Linked DNA regions of Sus scrofa: region 1 is linked to region 2. Evidence: chromatin contacts called from public HiChIP or PLAC-seq data. All regions are on one chromosome and are shown on one strand. Each heading gives the region's core, a stretch centred on a gene start, on an enhancer-like site or on the middle of the called end of the contact. The rest is flanking DNA. Distances are from core to core; before and after follow the strand shown. Region 1 holds the start of CLEC12B (C-type lectin domain family 12 member B). Region 2 holds the start of LOC100520491 (killer cell lectin-like receptor subfamily B member 1B allele B).

What was found. HiChIP or PLAC-seq counts read pairs in DNA pulled down with a chosen protein or histone mark.
Region 1: an H3K27ac HiChIP or PLAC-seq map of alveolar macrophages shows a contact between it and region 2. The contact joins the promoter of CLEC12B here to the promoter of LOC100520491 in region 2. A contact is called at or near these places in 6 of 47 Hi-C or Micro-C datasets (alveolar macrophages, blood, heart right ventricle and 3 more) and 1 of 2 datasets of contacts at active chromatin or transcription factors (alveolar macrophages).

The regions. Positions count from the first base shown.
Region 1 is chr5:61,905,880-61,910,701 of Sscrofa11.1, forward strand. CLEC12B (C-type lectin domain family 12 member B) reads left to right here and starts at 2,584. Exons shown (of 7, transcript NM_001302088.2): 1 at 2,584-2,910; 2 at 2,913-2,941; 3 at 4,669-4,767. The coding sequence starts at 2,852.
Region 2 is chr5:62,103,164-62,108,569 of Sscrofa11.1, forward strand. It overlaps LOC100520491 (killer cell lectin-like receptor subfamily B member 1B allele B), which reads left to right and starts at 3,536. Exons shown (of 6, transcript XM_003481689.4): 1 at 3,536-4,179. The coding sequence starts at 4,098.

The DNA.
Region 1 (4,822 bases), core at 1,334-3,833, 200 kb before region 2:
ACCGAACCTGCACCCTCATGGTTCCTAGTCGGATTCGTTAACCACTGCGCCACGACGGGAACTCCATGTCACATTGCATTTCTACAGCCCATTGGATATTTGTTCACACTCCTAAAGTGGTTGCCATTCATTATGGAGACATTTGATTAGGATAATCTCCCCACAGAGGTGAACCTTGGGAAGTTTTGGGTCCCTCCCCAGCCATCTGAAAACAAATACCCACACCACAGTCGCTTCCTAAGCACAAATTTTTTTTTTTTTTTTGGCTTTTTAGGGTCACACCCTAAAAAGTTCCCAGGCTGGGATTGCATCAGAGCTACAGCTGCCAGCTTACGCCACAGCAACACAGGATCCAAGCCGTATCTGCAACCCACACCACAGCACATGGCCATGCAGCGCATGGCCATGCTGCTCATGGCAACGCCAGATCTTTAACCCACTGATCAGGGCCAGGGATCAAACCCCAGTCCCCGGGGATACCAGTCAGGTTCGTTACCCCTGAGCCACAACAGGAACTCCGACACTTTTATCATCTTCTCTTCCTTCCCCCAAAGGAAAGCTTTAGAATTGATTCCTCGGTTTCCTTCCTCAGGTAGAGCCCCGCTCAAATATTTTTTTGTTCTGTTATTTGCTCCTTTACCAAATGACCCAAAAGTAGCCACTTTATTGTTAAATGAAAATAAAGGATTAAAAAGTCAAAAAAAAAAAAAAAGGTAGCCACTTGAACAACAGAAATCTATTGTCTCACAGCTGTGTAGGTTAGAAGTTTGACTTGGATCTCACTGGGGTAAAATCAGTCAGGGCTGAGCAGGGCTCTTTTCTGAATGCTCTATGGGAGAATCAATTTACTTGCCTGTTCATCTTTTAGCTTGTACTCCTTGCTTCCCAGCCCCCTTTCTCTGTCTTCACAGAGCAACAGCAACCTGTATCTCTCCACTCCCAGGAAAGGTTCTCCACTTTCCCATGATTAAATTGCACCCCCCAGATGATGTAAGACAATTTCCTCATTTCAAAATCTGTAATCATATTTGCAATGCCCCTTTTGCCATATCTACCATGGTCACAGGTTCTAGGGATTAGGGCAAAGATCATCTTTAGGGGGCTATTATTCCGCCTACCTCAGGTTCTTGGCAGCAATGCACTATTTTCTTTTGTATAAACTATTACATTTTATGGGATTAAGAGTACGATGGGATTAGAAGGAGAAGATTATAAAATGAGTATGTTTTATAAAAAGGATCATGGGATTAGAAGAAGATGCAATCCTTTTTAAGAGCTCTGTGAGTCTGATGCTTGCTGTGACTAAATGACCTGCCACACAGGGCAATGTGCTTTTTTTCCTGTGTGCTTCCAAGTAACAGCCAGAACACTTCCTATATAAATTGTCAACTCTTTATTGATCATGTGATGCTATTGAAACGCACAGTGTCACAGCGTAAATCCTTGTGCAGTGAGTTTCCCTCAGTTTTATTTGAGACATATTTTCAGGGCTTTTTGAGGCCTTTGAGAAGATAGAGGTTGGTTATTTCATCATTTTTTTTAATGAAATGTAAATTACTTGTAGCTGAAAGAGACTTCAAGCATAAAGACTTCCGGAGAATCCCCTGTATCCAGTGTTCCCTTCGAATATCCAACAGCATCTCTGCCTTCAGTTGCCCCAACCCCCATCTTCTGATTTTTCAGGCCTAGAAGACTGTGCTTTTATCAGAAGCCTGTACTTCCTCTATCGGAAGTTCAGCTGCCCCACTGAAATGACTGTGGGCTTCCCTCAACCTTAAAAGCCAAACAAGTGGACAAATGAAAAACAGAAGCAGAAGCACCTTCCCATGTGCCAGCCTCCTTCTCTCCAGAACCTGCCTGCTTTTCTCACTCTCCTAAGATACCAGGGAGTCATTTTAAAAATCTTGTTCTGAGCATTGGTTGTTACCTAATGGAGTATTATTCTGTTAGGCATCTACATGTAAGAAGGAAACTCCCATTCACGCCGAGTTCTAATAGCTATTCATTTCTTCTCCGGGCCTATAGCCTGCACTGTCTCTCGTACACATTCGGTTTTTGTTTTTTTTTTTTTTTTTTTTTTCTCTTTTTGCTTTTATCTAGGGCCGCTCCCGCGGCATATGGAGATTCCCAGGCTAGGGATCCAATCGGAGTTGTAGCCACCGGCCCACGCCAGAGCCACAGCAACTTGGGATCCCAGCCGCGACTGCGACCTACATCACAGCTCACAGCAACGCCAGATCCTTAACCCACTGAGCAAGGCCAGGGATCGAACCCGCAACCTCATGGCTCCTAGTCGGATTTGTTAACTACTGCGCCACGACGGGAACTCCACGTTTGGTTTTTAAAATCAGCAGCGAGGTGTGGCTGGTTTTTAGCTAGACAGCCCTTCGTCTCAGTATGTGTATCTCCTCGATACCTGTATGGGTGAGTGTAACCCAGATCCAAAGTCTCCATACAGGATTAGCTGCTTTTAATACCGGTAAAGAGGCCAACCTGAGTCTTGACTGAAACACTCAGAGCAGCCTCTCCACTGAGGATCATGGGAACTTCCCCTTGAAACCAGCATCCCTGCTCCAAAGTACCAGTTCTTTGCTTCACAGCAAGAACAACGCTGAAGGAGCAGACAGTTGAGATCTACAGTATTCTTATTTCTTCAGGGAAGAGTTGACCTTCTCTAACTTACTGTACAGAAAAACTGATTGTTCTTCTGTCCTTACAGAGGGGCCGTGGGATGTGTCTCGGGTTGGTTCAGTGTGGATATAAAACCTCCCAGCCTTGAAAAGAACATCCTCTTCCCGGGTCTGTAGATATTGAAACACTAATTACGTTTATAGTAGAGCTTTCTTCTACGATGTCCGAAGAAGTGACCTACGCGACACTCACATTTCAGGATTCTGTGGCAGCAGGAAATATCGGGATACAAATAACCTAAGGAAAAGAGGTAGGAGTTCGGAGAAAGCAAGATGTGACTTTAGGGGATGGGCAGCTGTTAAGTGCCTTGAAGTGCTGGCTTTGAGACGAATGCTCAAGAGAGGTGTGCTTTGGAACCTCCAAAATGGAGACCAAGTTGGGGAATCTTCTAATAGGGTCACGTTGAGGAAGAAATACATGGCTTCAGGGACCTTTTAAAACTGTGTGATATTGCTATGTGTCAAGAGGCTCTGTGCTGTAATGAATCATTTTGACTGAATATGCCAGAGATTGAGTTTGGGGTCTCAAAGATTCATTTTTCTAAATGTAGTCCTTGATATTTGTACCTTGTGAGAGATGCCAGGGGACTGTTCTTTCAGAAGACAGTTCGGAGGCTTCTAAAATAAAGACGGTGGAGGGAACTTTTCTTTCGGAAGGTATAAATAACTGAAGGGAAGCACTGGAAGACGAATGAGTCAAAAATAGACAAAAGCTAGTTCCTGCATGATAAGTATTTAGAAACTTTTTTAGGGAAGTTGAAACTCCAGTATAATTAGTCATGTTGAACCAACAGTGACATCTGTATCGTATTTTATATACATTATACCTCATCATTATCAAAATATGGTTGTGAAGTAAATGGAATAATATTAGTTCTTTCTCCAATGTATTAATGAAAAAACTGAGGCTCAAAGACATTAAATGATTTAACCAAGTTCATACAACTGTCCTGTGATGGAGACCAGACTCTGTTCTTATCTTCCACTCCTTTCTTTGTGCCCAGTTGGAAAAAATAGCTGTCTCTGTGGTCAGGAATCCAGCGTCAGGTATCAGACTACATCCCTTACCTTCAAAAATCTGTTGACAGTTTAGGTGGTTGTCGTGAATCCTCTAAAACATTCTCCTGTTCTTTAGGTTTATTTTTATTTTAAGCACATATGTGTATGTGTGCCTGGCTTTGGGGGGATGATATATTAAAAAAGGATGGGAATAGACTTTGCATGTGTCTAATAAAGGTAGTTATACATTTTTGACCTGTTTTTTTTTTTTTTTAATCTAATCCTTGAGAAAAAGGGAGTTGTGAATGTGGTACATGCGGCAGGGCTTCTGGAGATTGTATTAATCTATCCGAAACTTTGGGCTAGATTTCACTAGATCCAGAATTAAAGAATAGGAATGTCAAGCAAATATGAAAAAATATGTGTGTGTATATGTGTGTGTGTATGCGTATACACATATATACATATATATATATATATATAACATGCTAAAGTTTGAAGAGTTATCCTGTTGCTTTCTATTCTATTCTGTTGTTTTTAGCTTAGATAATTCAACTGATTATCTACTAGGTGAAAGATGGAATACGTAATAGATAAAAGTGGAATTCACACCTGCTTTATGGAGGTTTGCAATCTCAAAAACTTGGCGCCTCTTCCATTGTCAGTATCATCCAGAGAAATTTCCGCAACATCTCATTCACGAATTCAGTAATCTTGAAGAAGAAAAGTGTGTGATGATATAAAATAAAAACCTAAAAATTCAGAGATTCTCAAAGAGAATTCTGGGGGAAAAAAACTGGAGAACTATGGTGGGGCCCTTATTATGCATCATTTTAGGTATTTACTAGATAGGGGAATTGAAGAAGCAAGAGAGAAATTTTATTATCTGGAAGCATACTAAGTGGAAGAAATAAACAATTCAAAGTATGACAGCCACAAGGCAGTTCTGTTTGCCAATCCTTCTGTCGGCTTCTTTCAGGGCATCCAGCTTCATCCTCCATATGGCGTCAGGCTGCCCTGGGTCTGCTCACATTCTGTCTGATGCTGCTGATTGGGCTGGTGACCTTGGGGATTATGTGTAAGTATGCTTGTATCAAGCCTGAGAAAAGTGATTAGGAAACATATTGGTAAAC
Region 2 (5,406 bases), core at 2,286-4,785:
TCTTTCTTCTTTATGGTACATTTCCCTGTGGTTAGGCCACTTACTCATCAGCTTTATTTCTTAATGAAACTAAGTGTTCTTATTTTTGGTTTTCAATGTTTGCATCTCATTTTAAGTTTCACTTTGTCTCTGATGCACTTCCAGGCTGCAATAGAACCTCATGCATTCTCTGTTGGAAAATTTTTTGCTTCATATATAAAATGGTAGTCAGTGGTTGGTTTACCAATCTAAACTTTTACATTCAGTCAAGCTACATTTCAAGTTCACAAGTGTAAAAAACCCATTCAGACAAATTCCTGAAAACTATAATTTCTCTCTGTCTCTGATATAGATGTTGTCTTTGCTGACAAAAATCTCTTGACCCTACTTTGAACAAATTTCTGGGCTGATAATAAGTCAATGTTTCAGGTATTTTTGACACAACTTTCTAGTTAGAGACAGGTCCCTCTACTTGTGCTTCAACCTCAGTCTATGTGTATTTGAAGTGAATGATCCTATGGTTTCTTTTAAGGTAAAGTTTTACTCTTTATTTTAAAATATAGTTCCTCTTTTTGCAACTGACAATGCTGATTTGCACAACTTCCTTTTCTTAGATATTGCCTGATATGTGGTTAATTTCTTAACACACCGTATAATCTGTTCTGTATCTTTGACATTTAACATTATGGACATTAATCTTTTATTGTGCTTTTGTATCTTATTTTTCTGCGTTGTACCTTAATAATACTGGTAGAAAAAGGGGCTTTTCCAAATTCTTAAGAATGCATACAATTTATTATTAAATATATTTCCTTAAGCATTACTATTTTAGTCCCTTTTTCTAAACACAAAATATCTATTTTAATGGCACTTAAATTAATTAATGGAAGAAGAAAAATAAAATAAAGCACCATAAAAGGGTGAGGAAGAAGTTAGAGAAATACCATGGTAAATGTAAAAGGAAGCCGGTGATGTGCAAGAGAAAAATAGGCGTATTTACAGTTTAACATGTTACAATATCCCATATCCTATGATAGTCCTTCATATCGTATCTGTTGTAGATTAGAATATTGGCATTAAAAGATAAATTTGTCCAGACTTCTTTAGCTGCTACCTTTTTTAAGTCAAGATTCAGGCCTAGGCTTTTAAAATTACAAAGCCAACACTCTTACAATGGACTATGATGGAAAGTTGAAACTAAATAATACAGGAAAAATGAAACAAACTAATTTAGCCACATAATATTCACCTTGAAAAAACATTTTAAAAGAATATGATATGAATATAAAGATGTTTAAAATGGATAGCACTATGGATTAAGAAGAATCAGACTTAAAATCAGTCAGAAAATTTAGCAAACACATGCAAAAATGCTTTCAGATATTACAGAACAGAAAGCTCAGGACTGTGTTCCTTCAGAAAAGGGAAGCAAAAAGAGTTCCTGTCCTGGCTCAGTGGTTAATGAACCCAACAATTATCCATGAGCATGGGGGTTTTATCCCTGGCCTTGCTCAGTGGATTAAAGGATCCAGCATTGACATGAGCTGTGGTGTAGTTCACAAACATGGCTTGGATCCTGCTTTGCTGTGGCTGTGGTATAGTAGAAAGAAATAAAATGAGAAAGAAAGGAAGAAAGGAAGAGAAGCAAAAAAGAAGAGCGCTAAGATGACTCCAGATTTCGCTGGGAGTGATTTTCCATAATACAGAAGCAGGAAGAACTATCCAAAGAGAGCTAGCAGCCTCATTGAAATTGAGGAGACAAAGATAAGGGTTTGAGGAATCTGGGGCAGTTGAGAGAGTTAAAAAAAAAAAAAAAGTTCCCTTAATTCTACTGAATACTGATATTCATAGAGTTAGGATGAAAATGCACAAGTCTGGGTAAATGACATCAAAGCAGTTATCTGCAGACCAATTCAAAATTATCAGATGCCACTTTACCCTGCCCCCGTGGGACAGCCATGAGCAACAAGATGAAAATTAACAAGTGTGATAAGGCTGTGAGGAGACATACATTGACAATGAGAATGTGAAATCTTTTCAAGTTTTACGAGAATTTGTACTACTGATTTTTATATATTCCTGTTTTTGAGGTGACAAAATCTTGGGAAATCATTGAGTTATGATGGCATTTCAACATTGATCCTCCTCAAGCTCAAATCAGTACTCTAACCTAATGATGACTTGTCTCTGGTTTACTGTCCTTTAAATGTCAGCTCTATTTTCTCAGAAGTTGTGTGTTTACAATGAGTTAGTGCTTTTCCTCAGTGTGAGCGGTGGTCTGTCTCTTGATTTTGGTGTACGTGTTTTATTCCAAATAACTAAATCTGTAGTCTACTCTGTACGTGTGCTCTTAACTGTTAATTTTGTTCGTGATTATTTTATCTTGCTTGAAGACTGATTCATACTTCTTCATTTGATAAAGATAGGGTTTTTTCCTGCTTATAAAAAAAAGACTGTAAAATGGTGAAGCCTCAGTAGAAAATAGTTGGACCATTTTCAAAAGTTTAAACATAGTTACTAAATGACCCAACAATTCCACTCCTAAGTATATATCCAAAAAAAAAATCAAATCCATATGCAAATGTTCATAGCAGCACTGCTAATAAATGCCCCAAAGTAGAAACACATCAAATACCCATCAAATGATAAATGTATAATCAAAGCATGATATATCCATACAGTAAGATATCCTTCTACTATAACAAGGAATGACATACTGAAATACTACAATCTGGATGAGACTTGAAAACATTGAATGAAACAGCCCGACTCAAAACTGTGTGACAGTCTACTTATGTGAAATGTCCAGAATCCTCACATCATGTCAACTATATCAATATAAAGATGTTACATAAAAATCATGCAACTGGCAGCCCCATTATTCTTCTTCTCAGAAGAACCTGTTTGTTCACTGTTCTAAATCATCACTGGTAAATATTCTTTGTCTGGGATTAGTAGCCACATATCTTAAATGGCTTCTGTTGCCTTTTTTCTTTCAAGGAGGCTAACTTGGATTTCAGCACCTCCATTAGTTCAGAGATTATAGTGAACTCCTCCAGATGTAAGCAGCACACTAAAAAAAAAGTGCTTTTTTTTTTTTCTTTCTTTCTTTTCTTTTTATGGCTGCACCTGCAGCATGTGGTTCCCAGGCTAGAGGTCAAATTGGAGCTGCAGCTGCCAGCCTCTACCACACTCTCAGCAACACCAGATTCAAGCTGCGTATTAGACCTATGTCACAGCGTGTGACAATGCTGGATCCTTAACCCACTGGATCAAGGCCAGGGATCAAACTCGCATCCTCACAAACATTATGTCAGGCTCTTAACCCAGTGAGCCACAACAGGAACTCCAGCACCTAAAACATCTTGATCTTTTCTTTTAAGGTCCTTAAGTAAAGAGACGCTTAAGGTTCATCTAAGTAAACATGCAGTCAGATATTTCCAAAAACATTGCTTTGCCACAAATTGATGGCTGGAATAAGAAAATGCTGACTATCCTGTCCTCCTACTAAATTTAGAATCTCCAAATTTAGGACCTGAAACATGCAACACTATACTTCTCTAATGAGTTAGTGCACAGTGATAAGCAAAGAAAGTTCTCAAACATCTATTTTCCCTCTAGAGTAAGGTTTAGTGTCTATCAATTCTTTCTATTCCACTCACAATAGTATCTCTCTCTCTTTTTTTGTTGTTCTCTCCCTCAAATTGCCATTCTGCTTTGAAGAAAATACTAGAAGGTCATAGAGTTTCTGCCGGAGAGCGTGTCTAAGAAAAAAGAGGAAGTGGTTCATAGTTAAGTAGAACAATATCTTCTGTAATATCATTAAAGATTAAAATGATTCCAAACATAGGCGGAATACTAACTGTAGAGCAAAAAACTACGGCTTAAATAGTCCTTTTCTTCTATGACATGCAAGGGTTCAAAAATCTATTACCTTGATTAATAAGGCTGAACACATTGCTTTTGAGTGTTATTCATCGGAGAAACAAACCAAACTCGGGAGAGGGGAAGAAAATCATCCTTATCAATTTATCTAACTTACAGGAAGTTTGCCAACATATGGGACTCCCTTCAGCAGAATATCACTAGTGGGCTTCTCTCTCGTTTTAACATAGGCAATGGCTGGAGATATAGTCTATGCTGACATCAACATTGCCAGGACTCTTTCTTCGGAACATTCCTCTTCAGTACAGAGATCCGGTAAGTTGGATTTAGGACTCATTAAACTTAATACTTTACTTTTAATTTCCCTTATTGCTGCCCTGTGTCTATATTTGCCTTACTGGAAATAGTGAAGAGACTGGATTCAAAGCAGAACTTACTGAATGCAAGAATGAAAGTCAATGTTTTTAGTGACACAAAATGTTCGTAAAGTTAATTTTAATTTTAGCCTTAATATGTAGAATTTCGCTTTGGGTTTTCATAGACCCTCTATTCTTTATATTTGTTGTGGTGAACATTTATTATACTTACATCAATCCTCATGTCTCCTTTCTCCTCTACAGCTTTACTCACTCCAATCAAATCTTCCCTTTTAAAATAGTTTGATCAATTTATTTACACTGAGGAAAATATCTCTGGCAATGATTCGCAATGTTATTTATCCTTTTGGAATTTGAATATTGGTAGGATAAAAATGTTAAGCTAAAGACACAAAATATTAGTATTTTATTTCCTGAAGTTTAGGATTGATGACTGAGTAAGAGAATATTTTTGGAACATAAATAGATAGGCATACAGCTAAAGAGAACACTGTACCTTAATCACAAACCACCTCGAAAATAATAAATTTTCAAATCCAGTGTATTTTCTATATACATTATATACACATGAAGCATTAGAGAAATTTCTGTATTTCTTTCCTATTCTTTCCTTTAGGGTAAGAATTTTTATATTATAAACTTTATTTAAAATGTTTAAATAACTTAAAATCTCCTCATTGTGCTTGGCCTTGTGGTGTAAATCTGATGTTTTGCTTTTCTATATTTCCCAAGAATGCCTTTCTTCTCCTATATTTTTAAGCTTGCAGTTATCAAATGAATCTGAGGTGTAGTTTTCTCTAGTTGCAAGAACATGTTATTTCCTATGTTTAAATATTTTCTCTCTGCCTTGCTGAATAGAGGCTTATCTCTTTTCTCCATAGACCAGGAATTTTCACTTTAAATTAGCTAATGGAACTTAGTTTAAAAAACTATGTGGACTAGAATTGTATTCTTATTTGCCCATTTCCCCCCAAATCTCATATAATTGGTCAGTTTTTCTAGAGATTAACTCACTTCAAGCAACAAAACCCATATATATATATATATATATATATATATATATATTATATATGTATAATTTTATGGCCACATCTCCAGCATATGGAAGTTCCCAGGCCAGGGACTAAATCTAAACCTCAGCTGCTACTTACACCACAGCTGCAGC